Regions from separate parts of the Sus scrofa genome. Here region 2 is linked to region 1. The links are chromatin contacts, called in public HiChIP or PLAC-seq maps. All regions are on one chromosome and are shown on one strand. Each heading gives the region's core, a stretch centred on a gene start, on an enhancer-like site or on the middle of the called end of the contact. The rest is flanking DNA. Distances are from core to core; before and after follow the strand shown.

The links. HiChIP or PLAC-seq counts read pairs in DNA pulled down with a chosen protein or histone mark.
Region 2: an H3K27ac HiChIP or PLAC-seq map of alveolar macrophages shows a contact between it and region 1. The contact joins the promoter of DEPDC1B here to the promoter of NDUFAF2 in region 1. A contact is called at or near these places in 3 of 47 Hi-C or Micro-C datasets (liver, mesenteric adipose tissue and skeletal muscle) and 1 of 2 datasets of contacts at active chromatin or transcription factors (alveolar macrophages).

The regions. Positions count from the first base shown.
Region 1 is chr16:39,767,305-39,772,770 of Sscrofa11.1, forward strand. It overlaps NDUFAF2 (mimitin, mitochondrial), which reads left to right and starts at 3,094. Exons shown (of 4, transcript XM_021077006.1): 1 at 3,094-3,316. The coding sequence starts at 3,190. It overlaps ERCC8 (DNA excision repair protein ERCC-8), which reads right to left and starts at 3,026. Exons shown (of 12, transcript XM_003133989.6): 1 at 2,870-3,026. The coding sequence starts at 2,946.
Region 2 is chr16:39,556,485-39,561,401 of Sscrofa11.1, forward strand. It overlaps DEPDC1B (DEP domain-containing protein 1B), which reads right to left and starts at 2,261. Exons shown (of 11, transcript XM_003133987.6): 1 at 1,247-2,261. The coding sequence starts at 1,501.

The DNA.
Region 1 (5,466 bases), core at 1,844-4,343:
AAACCCACTAGGATCCATGAGGAGGTGGGAGTAGATTCCTGGCCTCGCTTAGTGGGTTAAGGATCCACCCTTGCCGTGAGCTGTGGTGTAGGGTGCAGAAGCAGCTCCGATACCAAGTTGCTGTGGCTATGGCATAGGCCAGCAGCAGTAGCTCCAATTTGACCCCTAGCCTGGGAACTTCCATACGTCGCGGGTGAGACCCCAAAAAGCAAAAAAAACCCCAAAAGAACCCCACACAACTAATGAGGGGAATCAAAGAAAAAAAAACAAACTACCTTAAACACTTTAACTTAAATATACAAGTAGTTCTTATTTCGCATCGTCTGATATATGTGAATTTCAGCTAGCATGATTGAGTTAATACCAGACCATGACATGATTTAAATCTCAGTTATTGTGGTATATTTACTGTGAGTAATAGCATAAAGAACAAGGTTTGGTAATTGCTTTTCAGTTCACAAAAGATTATGAAAATAACATGCACATTATAATTGGTGACCACTTGGAATGATTTCCTTCAAAGTCTTGGATGATCACTGTACATTTGTTATTCAGTTCATACACAGCATTTAGCTTTGTTACCATCATGTCCCTGAGATAAACCCACAAGGAATTTCTCAAAACACATAACTGAATGAAGGAACCGGGAAATAAAACTAAAGTGTACGAAAGCAACACAAAGTGATAATGCTGGAAGTGAAACTCAAATTGAATGTAAATGGAATTATGGAAGATATAGGTGACTATGGGACTGTTGACTCTGCTGCCATTTTAGGAACTCTAGATGAGCAGACCAAGGAAGGCAAACTTATCAATATAAATGAGGAAAAGTGTTTGTGATGAAAAGGCTGAAGATGTCCTAGAGGAAGAGACACTGGCAAAAATCTTCACATTAAAAAAGCTCTGAGATATTTCATGACATTGAGGATGTAAAGGAAAAAATGTTGGAATCTGATACAAACTTAGAAAGGAATGTAATAATTAGCTAATGTATAGAAAAGATGCTCAGCTTATACTGTAAGTTGTGCAATGATTAGAAAGACAAGCACTATTCAAATTACTTTTTTTTTGGCCTTTTTTTAGGGCTGAAACATAGTATTTTACTTAAAGTGTATTAAGTGTTAGTTTTACTATTTTTTTCATTTCCCTATCCATACATAACAGAGTATTCTAGTGTTTTGACGAAAAAATTTTAAAGTCACAGAACAACTGTAATTTTCCCCATTAATTATTAAGATTATTATTAAGATCATAATGCCAAACCCTCTTCCAGGCAATTGGAATACCAGGATTAAGGAGACAATATACTACCAAGAAAATAAACACATATACAATTTCGGTGGCAATAAACTGAATGAAGAAAATAAAGCAGAGTAATGGGATGGAGAACCATTGAGAGCAAAGAAGGGATTTGGGAGCAGCGACTGACACATTTGATAACTTCCTCTTTAGACAGTCTTCCCTTAGCAGCCATGATACCTCATTACCCTGATTTTCCTTCTATCCCTCCGGTTACTCCTTTTCAGTTCCTCTGCAATCTCATTTTCTGCTTAACTTTAAGTGTTAATATTTTTCAGGTTTTTTTTATCATTGAATAGCTTCTCTCTCTTTACTCCACAAATAGTGGCTAGGAAATCTTATGTCCCCCTTGCTTCACATATCATCTTGCATTAAAGATACCTAAATTTCTCCTGAGCATCAAACGTATATATGCAACTGTCTACTCCACTCTCCAAGTGAAATCTTCACAAGTTCCTTGACAGCAATATGGGAAAAATCAGTATGAGCAAAATTAAAGTAAAACTTGCTCCCTCTTTGGGAAAAGATAACACCATGATTCACCCTGCCACACAAGGCACATAGCTGGGAATCATTGCTGATTCCTCCCTTTTCATCATTTTCCTATATCCAATTAATTTCCATGGTGACTGCATTTCTTATTTTTCAAGTATCTTCATCCTCTTTGTTCCAACTGCCAAGTCCCTGGCTCAACTCTCTCCTTGCAAGTTACCTAACTTAGCTCCCAGTCTTGCTCTGAACTTCAATTCATTCTCCAAGCAGATGACAAAATGCAATACTTGTCACTTTATTCTCATCTTCATACCTCTCAACCAAGCACACAAGTCTCTTCCTCATCTTGCCTCTGCCTACTTCTCCAGCTTCATCTTTTGTCAGTGGCCCTCTCTCTGCTGAATCCTCTGCTGTAGTTACGTTAAACTTTGTTCATTTCTGGCCCGTGCTCTGCCTTTAACATATTGCTTAGCACACAGAAGGATCTCACTAAATACATCGACAGAATGAAAGACGGAATTCTTGGAGGAGAGTTACTCCTTGGGAGGTGAGGAAGGAAGGAGGGAGAAGGAATAAAGTAAAACAAAAATATCCTCGGGAGTTCCCTGGTGGCCCAGTCGGTTAAGGATTCAGCCTTGTCACTGCTGTGGCTCTGGTTACAACTGTGGCTAGGGTTGGATCCCTGGCCCTAGAACTTCCCTATGTCCCAGGCCGGGCCAAAAACCAAAACAAACCAAAACATAAAAAACCCGCAAATTTAAAGAATGTGTGTGTGCCTGTATAATTGAGTTACTTTTCTATACAGCAGAAATTGGCACAACACTCAATCATAAAATAGCGAATTAAAAAAACCACAAAAATATCCTCATTAGGTTTATAGCGCCTTCACCCGATTTCACGATGGTACCCACCTGACTACAGGTATACAACAGATATTTTATTTTTTCAAGACACAGGAGTAAAGTCGAGCGTGGTGGGAGTAAAAGGATAATGAGGAGGGAAAGTATGAGCAAGGCTAACATAGCCATTGGTTCAGATTTTAACTGGCGTACTAGAAAAAAACTAAGGTTTTCTTTACCTCCGTGTGGACTCCGCTCTCCGTAGGCGAAGAGGGTCCTCCAAACCCGCTTGTCGCGCCGACAAAAACCCTAGCATCCCTTCCTTTTACCCCAGGTGGAGAGCTGGACGCCGCCATGACAGAACTCGGAGGCAGCGGGTGTAGCAGCGGAGTCTCACATTGGTTAAGCATGATGCGATCCCACCAATGGTGAGTGCCGTTACTAGAGGGTGGATTGCTCTCAGCCGGTGGGCGGGGTCGGCGGCGGGGGCGTTCTCCCCTTGGTAGCCTGGATCCCGGCAGGTCTTACCGCTACTGGCGCTGGAAGGTGATCCGGAAACATGGGCTGGCCTCAGGGTTTGTTCCGCGTCTTGTGGCGAGCACTGTCGAAGGAAGTGAAGGAGCAAGTGGGCACAGACCGGTTCGGGAACAAATACTACTATATCCCGGAGCACAAGAACTGGAGAGGTGAGATGTGGGCAGGGGCGCAGGTTGCGCGGTCACGAAGTGAGAGGAAAGGGGGAGCGTCTAGTTAACTAAAGCGACGTGCGGCACTTGTGATAATCACCAGAGTGCACAACCCGAGTTGGTTATCTCGCCGCCCCCTCCACTCTGGCCGCTGGCTTTGCGTCCGCTCTGGGTGAGCGGCCCCATGTGTGACCGAGGTACCTCAGCTGCAGCGCCGGGGTCCGCAGCCTGCCGCGGCTGGCGCTAGCACCGCACTCACCCTTCGCCCAGCACCTACAGTCTTGCAGGTGGAGGGCGCCCCAGTGTGGGTGTTTACCATGGGGCGACGTAGACGGGGACTAGTCCACTGAGGCCTTTTACCAAAGGTGCTTGAAGTGGCGGGGAAGTGCCTTTCCTCCTCCGTGCCGGCTTTGGGAGCAGGCCGGCGTGAAGTAATTTAAGAGGTGTATTTTCAGCGCCTCCGCTCTCATCTTTCTTAGCGTTAATCTTTTTTTCCCCGTGACTTTGGCATTGGCCCCATGCGTCACCTTCCTTATGGCCAAAACTGTTTGAAGTAGGTCCATGTACAGTGACAGTATGGAAGAAGATACCCGCAAGGCTCCAGGTTACCTTTACTGCGAGGTTGCCCTCCAGAAACTTGTTGAGCTCACTTTAAGATACATGGTTCTAACCGTACTTCTGTGTAGGAATGTGCAAAGTCTTGGTGTTTGGGGAGGTAGGGACCTTCCTGTCCATTGAAATCACACCACGTGGCAGCCGTCATAAGCTGTATTGTTCAAACATCACGATTTCAGAAGATCTCAAGCTTTGGGTTTAGAAACGTTTGGGTAAGAATCTCGACTTTGATACCTAATAGCTGAGGGATCATGGACAAAATATTTATCCTCCCCAAGTCTTAGTATCTTCACCTCAAAGTTAGAGATGATAATAATAGCAACAATATTGAGAAGCACTAAGACCTTTCAAAATTGTGTTCTGTTCATTTCCTTTAACGCCTGACAGAGGATTTCTCCTTCATTCCTAGTGGAGCCACAGGTAAAGTGTGTTGCTGGATTTATAACTCAAACTTGTTTTGCCTAGCCCTTTTCTGTAACTTAATATTTTAGACTTGTTTCTCTAATGAACATGTAGATTCTAATAGAGCAGTAAATAACCTAGCTTGGTGGTGAAGTATTTCTTGACAGATTGCAAGCAGGGTGAAAGGTGTTTCTTTTCCATAAGTTGTTATTATTATTAGGGCTGCACCTGGGGTATGTGGAGGTTCCCAGGCTAGGGGTCTAAACAGAGCAGCAGCTGTCTGCCTATGACACAGCCAGAGCAACGCCAGATCTGACCTACACCACAGCTCACAGCAATGTGGGATCCTTAACCCACTGAGCAAGGCCAGGGGTCAGACCTGCAACCTCATGATTCCTAGTCCCATTTTTTTCCACTGCGCCACGACGGGAACTCCTCCATAAATTATTGAGTAACATTTTAAAAAATGTGAAGACAGTGAGAGTTCCTGCTGTGGCGCAGTGGGTTAAGAATCAGACTGCAGTTGCTCCCATTGCTGTGGAGGAGCCAGTTTGATCCTCCACCCAGCAGATTCTGCCTTGCCACAGCTGCCTCTCTGGATTCAGGCCCTGGCCCAGGAACTTCCAGATGCCACAAGCAGCCAAAAAAAAGGAAAAAGAAAAGAAAACATTAGATAGACCTCCTTTTTTTTCTTTTTATTAACGTGTAACTTACATACAGTAACATTCGTTCTTTTTGATGTAGGGTTTTGGGGGTTTTTTTGGCTGGGCCTGTGGCATGTGGAAGTTCTAGGGCCACAGAGCTGTAACCATAGCCACAGAAGTGAACACGCCTGGTCTTTAACCCGCTGAGCCACCAAGGAACTCCTAGGATTTTATGATTTTTGCAGATGCATAGAGTCCTTTAAGTATCACCTCAATCAACATATAGAACAGTTCCCTCACCACCAAAGTCCCTCCTACCCCTTAGTAGCTCATTCCCTCACCTTATACCCAGCCCTGGGCAACCCCTGATCTGTTTTATGTTCGTAAAGTTTTGCTTGTTCTAGAATATCATATAAATGGAGTTACACAGGATGTAGTCTTTTGAATCTAGCTTATTTCACATGGTATAGTGCAACTGAGATTCATCCA
Region 2 (4,917 bases), core at 1,011-3,510, 210 kb before region 1:
CTCGGCTCAGATCCTGCCTTGCTGTGGCTGCAGATAGGCCAGCAGCTACAGCTCCAATTTGACCCCTAGCCTGAGAACCTCCATATGTTGAGGGTGAGGCCCTAAAAAGCAAAATAAATACATAAATAAATCAATAAATAAATACCATAAATAAGAAACACTATTAAAAAAAAAGAAGAAAAAACTGTTCACTCCCTGCAACCACCATCCATACCTTTTAGACAACAGCCCCAAGGAAAACCTGAATTTAGGTGTTGAAATTTTTTTTTAATGAATGAATCATTATGGGTGTCTGTAGCAGAATGTTTGCAAAGAGTGCAAAAACTCCTCCTATCCTGTTCTCACTCTTTCTGGAAATCCACTAGGCTGCATAGAACAATGAGCCTAATTCCAAAGTCAGCTGTCGCCAGAAGAGGTGAAGACCAAGGAGAGCAGTCCCTTCCTCCCAAATCACCATTAAGCTTTCACAGAAAGTCATCTGTAACCAGCCAGGGACATTATCAAATTATCACCACTTATTCCACCACGTAATCCGTTGAAACGGAAATCGCTAAAATCACAAAAGCTCCAGGTCACAAAGATAGGAAGTATGCCTCAGAACTGTGATTACCAAATATCTTCACCCAGGAAAAAAGGCAGCAACCATGGCCATCAGGGTCAGCAAAGGCTCTTTAAAACCACCAGTCCGGGGCCACACCCCTCTTTAAGGTGGGTGCTGACAAAAACAGAAACGTCAGGAGCCGGAAACTGCCAGGGCGATTCTCTTATATTGTGGGCACCGTTAGAACCTCAAGTGTCACCACAATTGGCACTCAGGACGGATACACGCCCTGCCAGGACTTCAGCGAAGGGTGAGAGTTACAGGAGGTGGGTGGCCCTAAAGTCACGGACTGGGCCTTTCCTCTCCCAGCTGGAGGCGCTGGACTCCGGAGGGCAAGGAGAAGGGAGCGGGAGTGTCACCCTTGTTTTCCCGGAGCTTTAAATTGGGAGAAGCCGTTGATTGGCGACAACCCAGCCAATTTCTCGGGATTAAAGCTGCCCCCTCCCCCCGACAGGAGGGGGCCGGCTGGTTAGCCTTTCTTTGGGCATCTGCCAGGAACACCGCCGCGGACCTGAAACACCTCCGCCCCCAGACCTAGGTAGGCCTGGCCTGCCCTGAAGAAGCTAGGACTGAGTACGCGGTTGGCAGTCAGGCCAGAGATCGCGGAGCCGGAGGCTCCGCCCAGACTCCCGCACGTATACTCACCAGCTTGGTGGCCCGGTATGGCCCAGGCCCCACGATGCGGTGCTCCATGGCCCTCATGCAGCCGGGGCTGCAGCCGCACCAAGTGGAATCCCCGAAAGCCCCAGGCGCCGCAGTTTGAATCCTGAGCGTGCGCGCTTCGGGCGCTGATTGGGCGGCGCGGCGGCACGTGACGGGAACTGAGGGGCGGGACCGCCGGTAACCCAGGGAGCGGGAGGTGGGCGTCTCCTCGGAGACCTCCCGCAGGCTTGCGATCATTAGGCTCACAGCTACAGTGGAGGAGCCCCCGCACCCAGTCGCAGGCAGTCTCCGCACGAAGGATCGATGGACCTGTGTAATTCAGTGACCGAAGCCGAGCCGCACTGAATAGATAAATTCCTGTCCACCCTTCCAAGTGCACCGTGAACCTGGCGGTGCAACTGAGATTGGGAGAAGCAGGTGGTGAAATGAGGCGAGTGGACAGACTCTTCAAATGGAGGAACGCTTGAAAAAGCTAGATAAGAGCACTTGGCCACAGGGAGTGTCGACAGCGAATTAGAACACTAAAGAGCTGGGAAAGAGCCCGATTCAGCTTCCTGTGTAGTTTTTTGTTGTTGTTGTTGTTGTTTGTTTTTTGTGTGTTTTTTGTGGGGTTTTTTGTTTTTTGTTTTTTTTTTTTTTTTTTTGGTAGACTCATCTTTCCCTGGAATTTTTCTTTGTTTTTTTGGACTGGACTGAAATTTTCAGTCTTTTGCCACAGGGCTGTGAGCCTTTTTTTTTTGCTGCTTAGAATTTTCCCGCTAGGAATTGATTGTCTAATTTGCAATTGTTTAAAGGGACAAATGAAGTCACCACTCTATACCTACTACTAGAGTTCAAAATTCAAATCTGGTCACCTGAGCGAGTATTCAGGATGCAATATCATGAGAAAGAGCAAAGGATCAGACTCCCACCCTCTGTTAATACTCTTCCTCCCTTTGCTGCTTTAGGTATGTCCTCAGCTGCATTTTAGAAAGCCCTCAAAATTCCTGAGATGATACATATATATTACTTTTGTAATCAGAAAAGGCAATACAGGAGTTCCCATCTTCCACGTGGCTCAGAGGAAACAAATCTAGCAGCCATGAGGACACAAATTCCATCCCTGACCTCCATCAGTGGGTTAAGGATCCTGAGATGCCCTGAGCTGTGGTGTAGGTCAAAGATGCTGTCAGATCCCCTGTTTCAGTGGCTCTGGTGTAGGCCAGCAGCTGTAGCTCCAATTGGGCACCTAGCCTGGGAACCTCTATATGCCATGGGTGTGGCCCTAGAAAGACAAAATGACAAGAAAGGAAGGAAGGAAGGGGAGTTCCCGTTGTGACTCAGTGGTTAACGAATCCAACTAGAACCATGAGGTTGTGGGTTCAATCCCTGGCCTCGCTCAGTGGGTTAAGGATCTGGTGTTGCTGTGAGCTGTGGTGTAGGTCTTAGACATGGCTCTGATCTGGAGTTGCTGTGGCTGTGGCTTAGGCCAGCAGATGTAGCTCCAATTAGACCCCTAGCATGGGAACCTCCATATGCCATGGGCGCGGCCCTAGAAAAGACAAAAAAAAAAAAAAAAAAGGAGGGAAGAAAACATTATGCCCTGCTTCCTGAGCATTTTCTGAAGAGTCTGTCATGAACCGTAGACAATAAATATAATTCCTTTTACTGGAAAGGCATATCTCCCAATAATCCACATATCAGAGGCCACTGAGACAGTCTTTGTGAATGTAGTTTAAACTGGGCAGCTGATCATCTACCAGCTTTTCAGCATCACATAAAAATAACTGAGAAATTTCTCACCCTCTCTCTGCCCTAAAATATCAGTGCTTTCTGTCTCTTGCCCTAGGCAACATGATGATCCTCTTTGGGTTCTCACCTCACAGTCTTTGCTGGCTTCCCCCGCCAGGAACATTCTTGCCCCAGTACTTTGCAAGGCCGTCTCTCACCATTCAGGTCTCAAATCATATGCTGCCAACTTTAGAAAAGCCTTCCTCGACCTTCCTGTATAGAAAAGCCACACACACACACACACACACACACACACACACTCACACACTCTTGCACCATTTTATTTCCTTCTGAGCACTTAAATATATTTACTTATTTTTTTTATCTTCTACCTCTAGGATAATGGTTATCAAATGAAGGAGCTCCAGCTTCTGGGAGCATTTGGGGCATTTGTTAGGTTTTCTGGTTTTCAAAAAGAGAGGAGGGCCACACTGGTATTTTGGGGGTAGAGACTAGGGGAGAGATATCCTCTGATTCTTAAGTCAGGGCACACAACCTACAATTGGCCCATGTTCTGTGTGATTTTTAGTGTCCATTGGATACTCAGGTAAGTGAAAAACCTGTTTGTAATTATCTGAGCCTAGAACCTAACTCTGTTTTACGTGTAAAATAAAGAATAGTTTGAGCCAGGAGTTCCTGTTGTGGCTCAGTGGTTGACAAAACTGACTAGTATCCATGAGGACGCAGGTTCGATCCCTGGCCTTAATCAGTGGGTTAGGATCCAGTGTTGCCCTGAGTTGTGGTGTAGGTCACAGACTAGGCTCAGATCCTGAGTTGCTGTGGCTGTGGTGTAGGCTAGCAGCTAAAGCTCCAATTTGACCCCTAGCCTGGGAACCTCCATATGCAACGGGGTGTGGCCCTAAAAAGACAAAAGACAAAAAAGAAAAAAAAAAAAAAAAAAAAGAATAGTTTGGGCCAGTTTGAATGCACACTGAAGTTTCCAGGAATATCATACTCTGTCTCGTTTGGGACTGTACTAAAAGTTTTTCACCATGTCACAAGATCATCAATGATGGCAGTGCAGTTTGTGATGTTTAAAACATATTTGGGTCATTCTGTATCTGTAACTGCTCAGTTCATGGAAATTATAAATAAAGATGCTATATACTTACTTAGTCCTTATTTCAAAATACCAAATATAAGGGAAAATTACAACAATATTTAGTTGGCTTTATCTTTACTTCTCTTTAAGCCAAATTAATTTTTATAAGAAGATGTAAGTACTTGCCTATTTCATTATTTCTTTCTGATGTAATCATGCTTAGGTATTTATTTAAAAAAAAAATTGGGGAGTTCCCGTCGTGGCGCAGTGGTTAACGAATCCGACTAGGAACCAGAGGTTCGGGTTCGGTCCCTGCCCTTGCTCAGTGGGTTAACGATCCGGCGTTGCCGTGAGCTGTGGTGTAGGTTGCGGACGCGGCTCGGATCCCGCGTTGCTGTGGCTCTGGCGTAGGCCTGTGGCTACAGCTCCGATTCGACCCCTAGCCTGGGAACCTCCATATGCCGTGGTGTGGCCCTAAAAAAGACAAAAGACACACAAAAAAAAAAATGTTGGCCACCCCTGTGGCATGCAGAAAAGTTTCCAGCCCAAGGATCTAACTCATGCCACAGCAGCCACCCGAGCTGCTGCATTGACTACATTGGATCCTTAACCCACTGAAAACTCTGATATTTAGTTAAACTTTGAAATGAATATTGTTTTATTATAAATTACTTCCTTTAAATTTTACTTTGCACAAAAGAATATTGTGTTAATTTTCATTACGTGTAGGTATATATGTATGCATGGCCATTTATGAATTTTATTTCAGCAGAATAAAAAAAGTACTGGCCCTGATCCAGCTGTGAACCTTTGCTCTGTCCAGATTATACACCCATGAGAT